4 separate regions of the Sus scrofa genome follow, and all the other regions are linked to region 1. The links are chromatin contacts, called in public Hi-C and HiChIP or PLAC-seq maps. All regions are on one chromosome and are shown on one strand. The core of a region is the stretch at or near the end of the contact, and the rest is flanking DNA. Distances in the headings are between cores, read along the strand shown. Region 1 holds the start of CCDC80 (coiled-coil domain-containing protein 80). Region 2 holds the start of CD200R1 (CD200 receptor 1). Region 3 overlaps CD200R1 (CD200 receptor 1). Region 4 overlaps CD200R1L (CD200 receptor 1-like).

The links. A called contact is a pair of places that touch in the nucleus more often than the background predicts. HiChIP or PLAC-seq counts read pairs in DNA pulled down with a chosen protein or histone mark.
Region 2: a contact with region 1 is called in an H3K27ac HiChIP or PLAC-seq map of alveolar macrophages, with 13 times the contacts expected there. The contact joins the promoter of CD200R1 here to the promoter of CCDC80 in region 1. A contact is called at or near these places in 1 of 5 promoter capture datasets (liver), 33 of 47 Hi-C or Micro-C datasets (adipose tissue, alveolar macrophages, blood and 15 more) and 2 of 2 datasets of contacts at active chromatin or transcription factors (alveolar macrophages and skeletal muscle).
Region 3: a contact with region 1 is called in an H3K27ac HiChIP or PLAC-seq map of alveolar macrophages. The contact joins the enhancer-like site here to the promoter of CCDC80 in region 1. A contact is called at or near these places in 5 of 47 Hi-C or Micro-C datasets (alveolar macrophages, mesenteric adipose tissue, omental adipose tissue and 2 more) and 1 of 2 datasets of contacts at active chromatin or transcription factors (alveolar macrophages).
Region 4: a contact with region 1 is called in a Hi-C map of mesenteric adipose tissue, with 3 times the contacts expected there. The contact joins the enhancer-like site here to the promoter of CCDC80 in region 1. A contact is called at or near these places in 21 of 47 Hi-C or Micro-C datasets (alveolar macrophages, blood, brain and 12 more) and 2 of 2 datasets of contacts at active chromatin or transcription factors (alveolar macrophages and skeletal muscle).

The regions. Positions count from the first base shown.
Region 1 is chr13:147,201,982-147,204,640 of Sscrofa11.1, forward strand. CCDC80 (coiled-coil domain-containing protein 80) reads left to right here and starts at 1,352. Exons shown (of 8, transcript XM_003132680.4): 1 at 1,352-2,659.
Region 2 is chr13:146,951,809-146,954,467 of Sscrofa11.1, forward strand. It overlaps CD200R1 (CD200 receptor 1), which reads left to right and starts at 1,327. Exons shown (of 8, transcript NM_001243546.1): 1 at 1,327-1,627. The coding sequence starts at 1,561.
Region 3 is chr13:146,968,031-146,970,689 of Sscrofa11.1, forward strand. All of the region lies in intron 1 of CD200R1 (CD200 receptor 1), which reads left to right. Among named protein-coding and RNA genes, the nearest start is that of CD200R1, 16 kb to the left of the region's middle. Within about 2 kb of position 1,356, at least 4 of the 83 cell types and tissues checked have an H3K27ac peak or open chromatin away from gene starts, as enhancers often do. A contact at or near this core is called in alveolar macrophages, where this site is marked.
Region 4 is chr13:147,065,285-147,067,943 of Sscrofa11.1, forward strand. CD200R1L (CD200 receptor 1-like) reads left to right here. Exons shown (of 6, transcript NM_001244415.1): 6 at 1,072-1,477. The coding sequence ends at 1,156. Among named protein-coding and RNA genes, the nearest start is that of CD200R1L, 42 kb to the left of the region's middle. Within about 2 kb of position 1,322, at least 9 of the 83 cell types and tissues checked have an H3K27ac peak or open chromatin away from gene starts, as enhancers often do. A contact at or near this core is called in mesenteric adipose tissue, omental adipose tissue, retroperitoneal adipose tissue and 1 more, where this site is marked.

The sequences.
Region 1 (2,659 bases), core at 102-2,601:
TTCCTTGGCCATCATCAAAAAGTCTACAAACAATAAGTGCTGGAGAGGGTGTGGAGAAAAGGGAACACTATTACACTGTTGGTGGGGATGTAAATTGGTGCAACTACTGTGGAAAACAGTATGGAGATTCCTCAGAAAACTAAAAATAGAACTACCATCTGATCCAGCAATCCCACTCCTGGACATCTAGCCAGAGAAAACCATGACTTGAAAAGATGCATGTACTCCAATGTTCATTGCAGCACTCTATACAATAGCCAAGACATGGAAACAACCTAAATGTCCATCAACAGAGGAGTGGATAAAGAAGAAGTGGTACATATACACAATGGAATATTACTCAGCCATTAAAAGGAAAGAAATAACAGCATTTGTGGCTATGGACTTAGAAATTATTGTGGTAAGTGAAGTCAGTCAGACAATGAGACACCAAGGTCATATGCTATCACTTACATGTGGAATCTAAAGAAAGGACACAATGAACTTCTTTGCAGAAGAGATACTGACTCACAGACTTTGAAAAACTTGGGGTTTCCAAATGAGACAGATTGGGGGAAGTGAAGGGATGCATGAGGGTTTGGGATGGAAATGCTATAAAATTTGGTTGTGATGATCATTGTACAACTATAAATGTAATAAAATTCATTGAGTAATAAAAAAACTACAAAAAAAAAAGAATTCAACATTTTCTTAATTAAACAACTTTCCACTTGGAAAAAAGTCCTTTAAGTCCCCCCACCACCACCAAAAACAAACAAATAACAACAGCAACAAAAAACACAAAAAAACTGAAGTAATCAAAACTAAATGAATAAAAAAAAAGGATATTGAAACTGTTCTCCCCCAAAGTTTTGGCCCATATCTACCAGGTAACTTTTATTTTGATTTATTTATTTTTTTTTTAAGTATACATATACCTTAACTTTGGATTAAGCCTGTGACCTTGTTGACATTTCAGGGACAAGTTCAGGGTGTTTCTTTTTGGGGATTACCCTTTCTTCGGAGCCTCCCTGGGCCGCAGCAGCAGCCTGATTATGGGCTTTCCCCTTGACTTTGCTGTTTATTACTTTAGTTTGTCCTATACTAAGAAAGAGAAGAGTTCGTTTTCACTCTGAACACCATAAACATGGCTGAAAACTGAATTTTGATTAAAGTCTGCAAATGGAAAAAGGGAAGAAAATGGCTCTGCTCTTTTTCCTGCTGGGGGTACCGGTTATCACAGAGTGGGAGAGGTGGTTTCCCTTCAAGACCACATGAAGAACTTGCATCTTTTTCCTCTTCATTTGTTTTCATAGTTTCCTCTTCAGTAAATAATTTTTTTTTTTTTTTTTTTTTTTTTTTTTTAGGCAGTAGAACAATGTTTTGAATCCAGTCAGTAAGATCCACACAGTGTTGCTCTGTGCAGAGGATCAAGTGTATGTGACAGAAACGATAGTTTCTCTCGGGTGCCTGGGACAGGATATTTTCCTGAGTCTTAGTCCCAGGTCAGTGCAGTTCTGCTCAGTTAGCACACCCTCCTCTGCTTGCCTCCTTATGTTTAGTATGATTTTCATCAAATAATCCCCCCTATCCCAGTGTCACTGAAGTAATTCTGTTTTGCACATTCTTTCCTTTACTCCCTCCAAATTACTGTGTGACAAATGTCAGGCAGTGTCTTGTCAGTGTGTTCCTAAATTAGGATTTCTAAAATCTAGTTTTGGATTTTATTCTTTTTACATTTCTCTCAACATTGATCTCAAAAATCTCTCTCCACTCTCTTTCTCTCTCTCTGCAATTAGTTACTATTTCTTTCTTAGGTAACAGAAAAAAAAAAAAAAAAAAAAAAAAAAAAAAAAAAAAAGGAAAGATCTAGGTGGAGTGCTTTTAAAAATAGAGATTTTAGGAGGAGTTCCAGTTCTGGCATAGAGGAAACAAACCTGACTAGTAACCATGAGGTTCTGGGTTTGATCCATGGCCCTGCTCAGTGGGTTAAGGATCCAGCGTTGCCGTGACCTGTGGTGTAGTTCACAGAGGCAGCTCGGATCTGGCGTTGCTGTGGCTGTGGTGCAGGCTGGCAGCTGTAGCTCCGATTGGACCCCTGGCCTGGGAATCTCCATATGCCATGGGTGTAGCCCTAAAAAGACCAACAACAACAACAACAAAAACCAGAGATTTTAAGCCTAGAAATTGACTAGAAATGGACTAGAAATTGAAGATCATTGCAAATCATACATCGGTATGGGCTTTTCCAGAAAGAGGTGCATGCTAACTTGCTTCCTAACTGCTCTTAACAGATGTATGCTCCCTGGACTTTCCTGGGAATATTTTCTGAGGTCCCAGGAGAGGCTTTATGTGTTGAGGTTGAAAAATGCTTGTGAGTCTGTGAGAGGGTGCGGTGGGGAAAACTGGGGAGACACTGAGGTGGCAGTTAGGTTTTCTCCCTCCTGTGTGTTTAGCGTGCCATCTAGTGGCTGATGCTTACAGGAGGGAAGAAAGTCTGAGTCCCCCCAGGAAGACACAGGTCAGGATTGGGCTGGCTTTCCCCGTACAATCCAGGTTGCTAAAGTGACTTGATTTCAACTTTACCATTGCATAGATGACGAATGTTATGCACATTCTGTGTAGGTTAGTGGAAGCCATGGGATATTCAAGAAAAAGAATAAAAGACTTTAAGGACCTA
Region 2 (2,659 bases), core at 77-2,576, 250 kb before region 1:
GACTAGACAGAGTTCCCCAGTGCTACACAGCAGGATTCCATTGCTAATCCATCCCGAAGGCAACATTCTGCATTTATTTATCCCAAGCTCCCAGTCCCTCCCAGTCCCTCCCCTTCCCCCTTGGCAACCACAAGTTTATTCTCCAAGTCCATGATTGGATTAGGAAGATGTGGTATATATACAACAGAATACTACTCAGCCATAAAAAAGAACAAAATAATGCCATTTGCAGCAACATGGATAGAACTAGAGATTCTCATCCTGAGTGAAGTAAGTCAGAAAGAGAAAGACAAATACCATATGATATCACTTATATCTGAAATATAATATACGACACAAAGGAAACTTTCTGCAGAAAAGAAAATCATGGACTTTTTTTTTTTGAAAGTGTTAAGTTTCAGATGTGTGGCAACTAAAGATGAGTGTTTATTTGTAATTTAGTTCAAATGATCAAGCTAGCTCTTCAAACAAGAAAGTGAATGGAAGTAAGTACTGAACTGTGAAAGCCAGAATAATGCTCCCCTGACACAATGTCCATGCCCTGACCTCTGAAACCTGCAAATTTGTAGCCTCACATGGGAAAAAGGACTTTGCAGATGTGATTAAGTTAATGATTTTGAGATGGGGAGATTATTCTGGATTATCCGGGTGGTCCAATACAATCACAAAGATCTCTATAAGGGGGAGGTAGGAGGGTTACCATCAGAGAAGATGTGGCAAAGGAACAGGGGTGGGAATTATGCAGCCATTAGACACAGAACTCAGGTGACTCCTAGAAGTTGGAATTGACAAAGAACAGATTCTCCCCATGTATCTAGAAAAACACAGCCCTACCAACACTTGATATTAGCTCTGTAAGATCTGTTTTGAACTTCACACCTTTAGAACTATGAATAAATATTATGTGTTGTTTAAAGCCATTTAGTTTGTAGTAATTTATAGCAGTAATAGGAAAGTAATACATTTAGGTTGCTTCTTGAGTTATATGCTACTCCCTTATAGAGAGTAATCACATGAGAATTTTAAGGGAAAATCTTTTTATTACTAACTTGATTACTGAGGCTAGATATCTCTTCAACTGGAGAAAGCTTCTAAAAGTTATTTATAGGGGAAATTTATAGGGATGGGCCAAATATAGATAAATATCCTGTTTTGCTATTTAAATTAAGTTTAGGCAAATCGGTTTATCTTGGGCATGTTCAATGCCTCACTGTAAAGTTTATCTATGTACAGCAGAAGTGAGAGGAAGACCAATGAGCTGAAAGATAACTCAGTCAATCTGCTTCCTCCGTCTTTGGTTCAGTGCTTCATACAGGAAATCTATTGCTGTGTCAAGTTCCAGAGAAGAGTTTCTTCTGTTCCAAGTTACTAATCAGGCTGAAACACATAGAATTGAAGGAAGGGGGTAGGAGGAAAAGAGTATCATGTTGCTAATGGGCTAAGAGGATCCAGCACTTCCTGGAGAAGTCGACCAAAGAAAGCCTCACCATGTCCATAGCTCTTTTTACACCTGTGTGGAGGAACAGTGTTGAGTGAAGGTCAGAAAATAAGAAAACAGAAATGCCCTGCACTTGGGTAACTTCTGATCTTCAGCTACTACTGAGTTTGACTCTCTTCTTAGTTGCTGGTAAGTGTGAATTCTCTTTGGGATGGTGAGAGGAGAATGACTGGTGAGAAAGCTGGTCTCAGCTTTTCCTGAGCTTTCTTTGTTTTCTTGGGGAGCAACGCACGATAACTGCAATCAGAAATATGGGGGAGCGGTTTCCTCCTAGATTTATTTTGCTTTATTGTTATTCTTATTTTCCTCTTTGTTTAACTATTTTACTTAGTTTCCTACTACACTGTGCATATCTCTATAATTTGCCCCCCTGCCCACTTCCTTATTCCCCCTCCCCCTTTTTTGAAAGGAGACAGACTCAGTTAATTTCTAGTAACTATCCAAGTCATCTGATGAAAATGAAGTTATTTTCATTTCCTTTTCTTAAAAAACTTGAATAATCATCCCAACCCATTTATGTTCATATTGTGAACAGTATAAATTAGGAAAATTTATTGCTTTCTTATCACTTTTGATGACCAGGTGCTTTTTAAAATATAATATATTCAGAAGTTTGAAATACGTTTGTAATGCAGATCTGTATTTATCTTTAACATGTGGGGGCTGCCAGAGACACTTTCTGGGTTAAAAGACACATTCTTCAACATCTAGTTTCCTGCAGAAGTTGTGGAGAACTTGGGGCTATTGTGGGGGTGTCCTGGTTTCACTGTAGAGGGTTGGGAGGAGTTGATGTGGGAGGTAGTTTTCAGGTTTCATTTTTAGTAAATGGGAGCAGCTGCAAGGAAACATTTGGTTTTAAATTTTAGAGTTTGTTAATTGAAAGAAGAAAAGTTATTTTTTTCTCATACAAATGACTTTAAAATATTGTGTCTTCTAGCTAAATATTTGCTTTTCCACCCTTCAATCTTTTCCACCCTTCAATACAGTAACTGTATTACTGTATGAGCGTTCTTTTCTATGGAGAATTTTCACATACTTTCTCTCCTTTGATCTACACAGGAGTAAAGTAGGCATAGAAGACATGTCTCCATTTTACAAAGGTAGAAACTGAGGCATCAAGGTGAAATGACTTGTCCAAGGCTACACTATTAGTATATGACA
Region 3 (2,659 bases), core at 106-2,605, 230 kb before region 1:
TTTTTACATAATGATTTTTTTCTCCATTATAGCTGGTTTATAGTGTTCTGTTGATTTTCTACTGTACTGCATGGTGACCCAGTTACACATACATGTGTACATTCTTTCTTCACACATTATCATGCTCCATCATAAGTGACCAGACATAGTTCCCAGAGCTACACAGCAGGATCTCATTGCTAACTCATTCCAAAGGCAATAGCCTACATCTATTAACCCCAAGCACCCCAGCCATCCCACTCTACCCCCCGACCCCTTGGCAACCACAAGTCTATTCTCCAAGTCCATGATTTTCTTTTCTGTGGAAAGATTCATTTAATAAGTAAGGGATAACTCGTGAATGGTATCCTAAGAACATTACACGCTGAGGTTTTAAACCCAGTAAAAATGAAGCAGCATATCTCTCTTAAAGATTAAAGTTTCCATTTAAAATAAACACAATGGCACAGAGTTATTTTATTGCTTCATTGCCTAATCCAAAATGGTTTAGATCCGTACTCATAATAACTTGCAGGGTTTTGACGTTTGAAAGCTTGAAACACCAAATGAAGAATGAAATAATTATATTATTTGGTTTTCTTTATGTAAAATATCAGAATATTCTCGCAGATTTCAATGTGTTAAAACATATTCAATGTATTTCAATGTATACTGTGTTGTGTTTATGTTAAAGTAGGAAGTTCATTAAATGTTAAAAACTATGAAGATGAAAAGTAAAGATGTAAAGTCCATAATAAGCAATAAGAATAACTTCTAATTAGTTCAATACTAGCATAGAAGCCTCAAGTCCTAGAGAAAAATATCAAAAGAAATGTAAAAATAAAACTATTCTGCATTGTTCTCTTTTACAACTGTATAGTCATCTTTTTGGAACATAGCCAAATATTTTAGTCTACGGTTTTGCTTCAATTTTAGGATTCTTTTAGCTTAAAATTCATTTTATGAAATACCTTACTGCTTTGTTTGTATTCTCCCAAAACCATGTAGATAAATGAAAGAGCGGGAAATCTTTAACTTTTTGTTTCCCATCTTCATACATTAGAAATAATTATCTAAGCAACTACATTAACTATTTAAGTAATGGTGTAATCCATGTTCTATTTTGGTTAATAATAGTTACTGAATCGGGTTTTTTCTTTTTTTATCCTGGGAATGGTTAAATATCAGAAATGCTTACCTCTAACATTTTTAGTCAGTAGAGCTCAGGATTTTACAATACATAAAAACTGTTTTAACAGCAGCAGAAAACCATGTGCTGTTTCTGAGAGCCTTTTTTCACTCACTGGAGGAAGCCTTTGAGTATAGGTTTGCACAGTCATGTCTGTACAGTGTCCACTGTGTGGGTGGTATATACTTGCTCAGGCATATGACAATGACAACTTGGGAAGGGAAACTCAAAGCGAGTGTTCAAAGTGACTAAGAGGTTTCATTTGTAGTCAAATCACAAGACAATCTTACTCCTACTGATGATTTTGACTTACATGGAAAAGGTTTTTTAAAAAATTATCTTCAGCGTCAAGGGCTTTTCATTTGTGTTTTATCTTGTGTTTATTTGTGTAGATGCATGTTTTAATATTATGTATGCTGAAACCTGATGTTTCTGGTATTTTTAATTAAATCGAGGAATAATTTATGTACAGTTAACTGTGTCCATTTAAAAGGTACAATTTGATGAGGTTTGACAGTTGTATTATGTACCTGTGATTATCGTCACAAACAAGATACAAAACATTTCCACTATTCTTCAAATATTCCTCCATGTATATTTGTAGTCTATTCTTGCCTTCATTCCCATCATCTGTAAGCAACCACTGGTCTGCTATTTGTTACCATAGATGAGTCAGCATTTTATATTAGTAGTAGTACTTTGTGTAGTGTGTACTATGTACTCTTTTTTGTCTGCCTTATTTCACTCAAGGGAATGATTTTGAGATTCATCCATGTTGTGTGTGTTCCTTTTCATTGATGAATACTTTTCCATCATAGGGATAACTTGTCTATCTGTTGATTGGCATTTGGGTTGTTTCTAGTCTTTGATCATTGTGAATAAACCTGCTACGAACATTCATGCTCAAATCTTTGTGTGGACATAGGTTTTTATTTCTCTTGGGTCAATACCTAGGATTGGAATGGTGAGGTTATATGTGGGCATGTGTTTGACTTTTGAAAAAAAAATGCAGGAATTTTCTAGTGTAGTTATGCTCTTTTACATTCCCATTGGTAATGTATGAGAGTTCCAATGGCTTCACACTCTTGCCAATTACACATTATCAATCTTTTTAACTTTGGCCATACTTATAGGTGTGTAATCATTATCTTTCAGTGATTTAAATCAGTAGTTCCTCTATGATTACTAATGTGGAACAAATTTTTGTGTATTTATTAGAAGTTTGAATTTTCTTTTTTTGGTGAAGTGTCTGTTCTAGTCATGTGCCTGTTTTTAAAATTGATTTTTAAAATTACTGAATTGTAAAAGTTCTTCACATAGTCTACATAGCAATTTTTTGTTAAATACACATATTGCAAATATTTTATTCTAATCTGTGGTTTACCTTTCATTTTATTAGTGATATTTTTCAAAGAGCAAAATTTTAAAATTTTGATAATGTCCACTTTATCAAATTTTATTTCATCATTAGGGACATACTTCAATAGAGCA
Region 4 (2,659 bases), core at 72-2,571, 140 kb before region 1:
ACAGTGGAAACGAATCCGACTAGGAACCATGAGGTTGCGGCTTCAATTCCTGGCCTTGATCAGTGGGTTAAGGATCCTGCGTTGCCGTGAGCTGTTGTGTAGGTCACAGATGTGGCTCAGATCCCGCGTTGCTGTGGCTCTGGTGTAGGCTGGCAGTTGTAGCCCCAATTCGATCCCTAGCCTGGGAACTTTCATATGCCTGCCACAAGTGTGGCCCTAAAAATATAAAAGACCAAAAAAAAAAAAAAGATTTCACAGTGAAGAAGATAGGCAAATAAGCAGATCACTAAAATCCAGTATTGATGTATTAAAAAAGGTATATACCTTTAGCAATCAAAGGAAGGAATACTCAGTTCTTACTGAAGATGTGGCTTGTAGTTAAGGAAAAGCATTGGGTACATTATGAGGCTTTCAGCTGCAAGAAACAAAGTAGGACTCTGACAGTTAATAAGGTCATTTACTATTTTACATAAGAAGGCATCCAGAAGTAGGGCCAACTTCAAGTCTGGTTGTTTCAATGGCTTTACAAAGCCTTCAAGACTGGATTTTATCCTTTCTCTGCTCTGCTATCATCAGTGTCAGTGTTTGCTTCATCCTCAAGCTGGACGTGAGTAGGTAGCAGCCATCCCAAGGCTGTAGCCAGACACAGCATGCCCAGAGGAAGAAGCCTGACCATTTCTTCCCCAAACCCATTTCTTCCTCTGAAGAGTGAGGACCAAGAGCCCCCATAGGCTTCCTCTCTTGTCTGATTGGTCAAAGTCACAGATACAATCTCTAGCAAAGGGGCTGAGATTATGCTTACACTAATTAGGCCTTTCATAGAGCTGGGCTAAGGTCAGTGCCTTTCACCAAGCATTCACCCTGGTGGGAGGGAGTGACTAGAGACCTGACCAAATTAGGGACTCTGTTAAGAAAGCAGAACTTGAGAATGCATGTGAAGCCTGGATGAAGATGATAATGGTCAAACTGAGTCCTAAAATATGCAGAGGAATGCTACAGGTAGACAAGGGCAGGGAAGAGAAGACATCATGGATAAAGGCAGGGAGCTGTGACAGGGTGTGTCTCTTTCAGGGCAATGGAGAAACTGTATCATCTCCTCACACAAGTCCCACATTTCATGAAGTCATCTGGGGACAGAAGATTGCTATTCTACTGAGAATGCCAGGAGTTTTGCAGATCCAGCAAATCTTGATGAATTTATCACATTTTCTGAACAGAATGTCCAAATCTTCTGACTGATTCACCCAACACTCATTTTAAGATCACACAAGGAGCCAAGAACATTGGTTGCACACAGTGGAGAATCAAAGAGAGGCAGGAGGCTTCAGGCTGGAGCAGCAGTGGTCGGCTGGATGACATCACTCATTTTTGAAGGGTAGGACTCATCTCTGGGCTGGGTAAAACTGACAGAGTTGAGATACTTCTCCTGGTCTGGTGTCCCTTCATGAAATATGAAAATAAACGATTGAAGACAGTGTTTTGAGGATAATCGTTCCATATTTATAAATGTCCTTGGGAAGGGTGCTATAGAAATGCAAAGTCTTGTTATTCATTCCACCTTCTTGCAAATGGCCCTTGAGCCCACATGGTATGTAGGAAAAAAGTTCCTGATGTATCCTTCCCTAAAACTTTTCTTCTACTTAATACACAGAGCCCCTACACAGAGACACCTCAGACATAGTTTCCCATTTCTAGTCATGTCCATTTTTCTCTAAACCTCCCCACACTGAGGAGAGAGCTCCTTAGAGGTATGGAAATCACCAGAGAGGAAAGAAATGATCATCTCACCCCAGGTAGAAGGAGACCACAGGACTAATCAAGAGAAACTGCTTTTTTTTTTTTTTTTTTTTTTTTTTTGCTTTTTAGGGCCACGTCCACGGCATATGGATGTTCCTAAGCTAGGGGTTGAATCAGAACTGCAACTGCTGGCCACAGCCACAGCCACAGCAGTGTGGGAATTTGAGCTGCATCTGTGACTTACACCACAGCTCACGGCAATGCTGGATCCCCAACCCACTGAGTGAGGCCAGGGATTGAACCTGAATCCTCACGGATACTAGTCAGATGCAATTCCACTATGCCACCATGGGAACTCCAAAAACTTTAAATTTAACCAAGAGGGAGAGAAAAAAAAATGCACAGGCTCAAAATCAGAAAAAATACATAAATTTAAACAAGATACACTAAAATAAGAAGAAATGTGAAGTTCTATCAAATGTTAAGATGCTTAGGGGAGGAGAAATGAATTATGTTTCAAATTGCTATTATGACTTGCCTGTTAAGAGGAATATGATCCTTCCGGGAAAACAGTTGTATGTGACCATGAGATTAATCATTTATCTAGATCCTTAACATGATGAAATGGACATCTTTTCATATTCTCTTTTATGCTATCTTTATGAAAATGGAGAGCAAGAGACCTATTGAGCAGGGTAGTTTGTGGCCGACACAAGAGTATCCCTTTGTTTCTGAAAGTCATTGTGCCTACTGCACAGTTTCCTGGGGTTCCATGGAAGTCACAGACCCTGGAGAGGAAGCAGGTCTCCTCCTTTGTGAGTGCTATGTGGACAGGTCGTGCTACTGGAAAGATGAAGTTTGTATGTTGCTGCTGACCCTTGGAATGGAGGTAAGCATCTTAGTACAACTGAATGATGCTCTG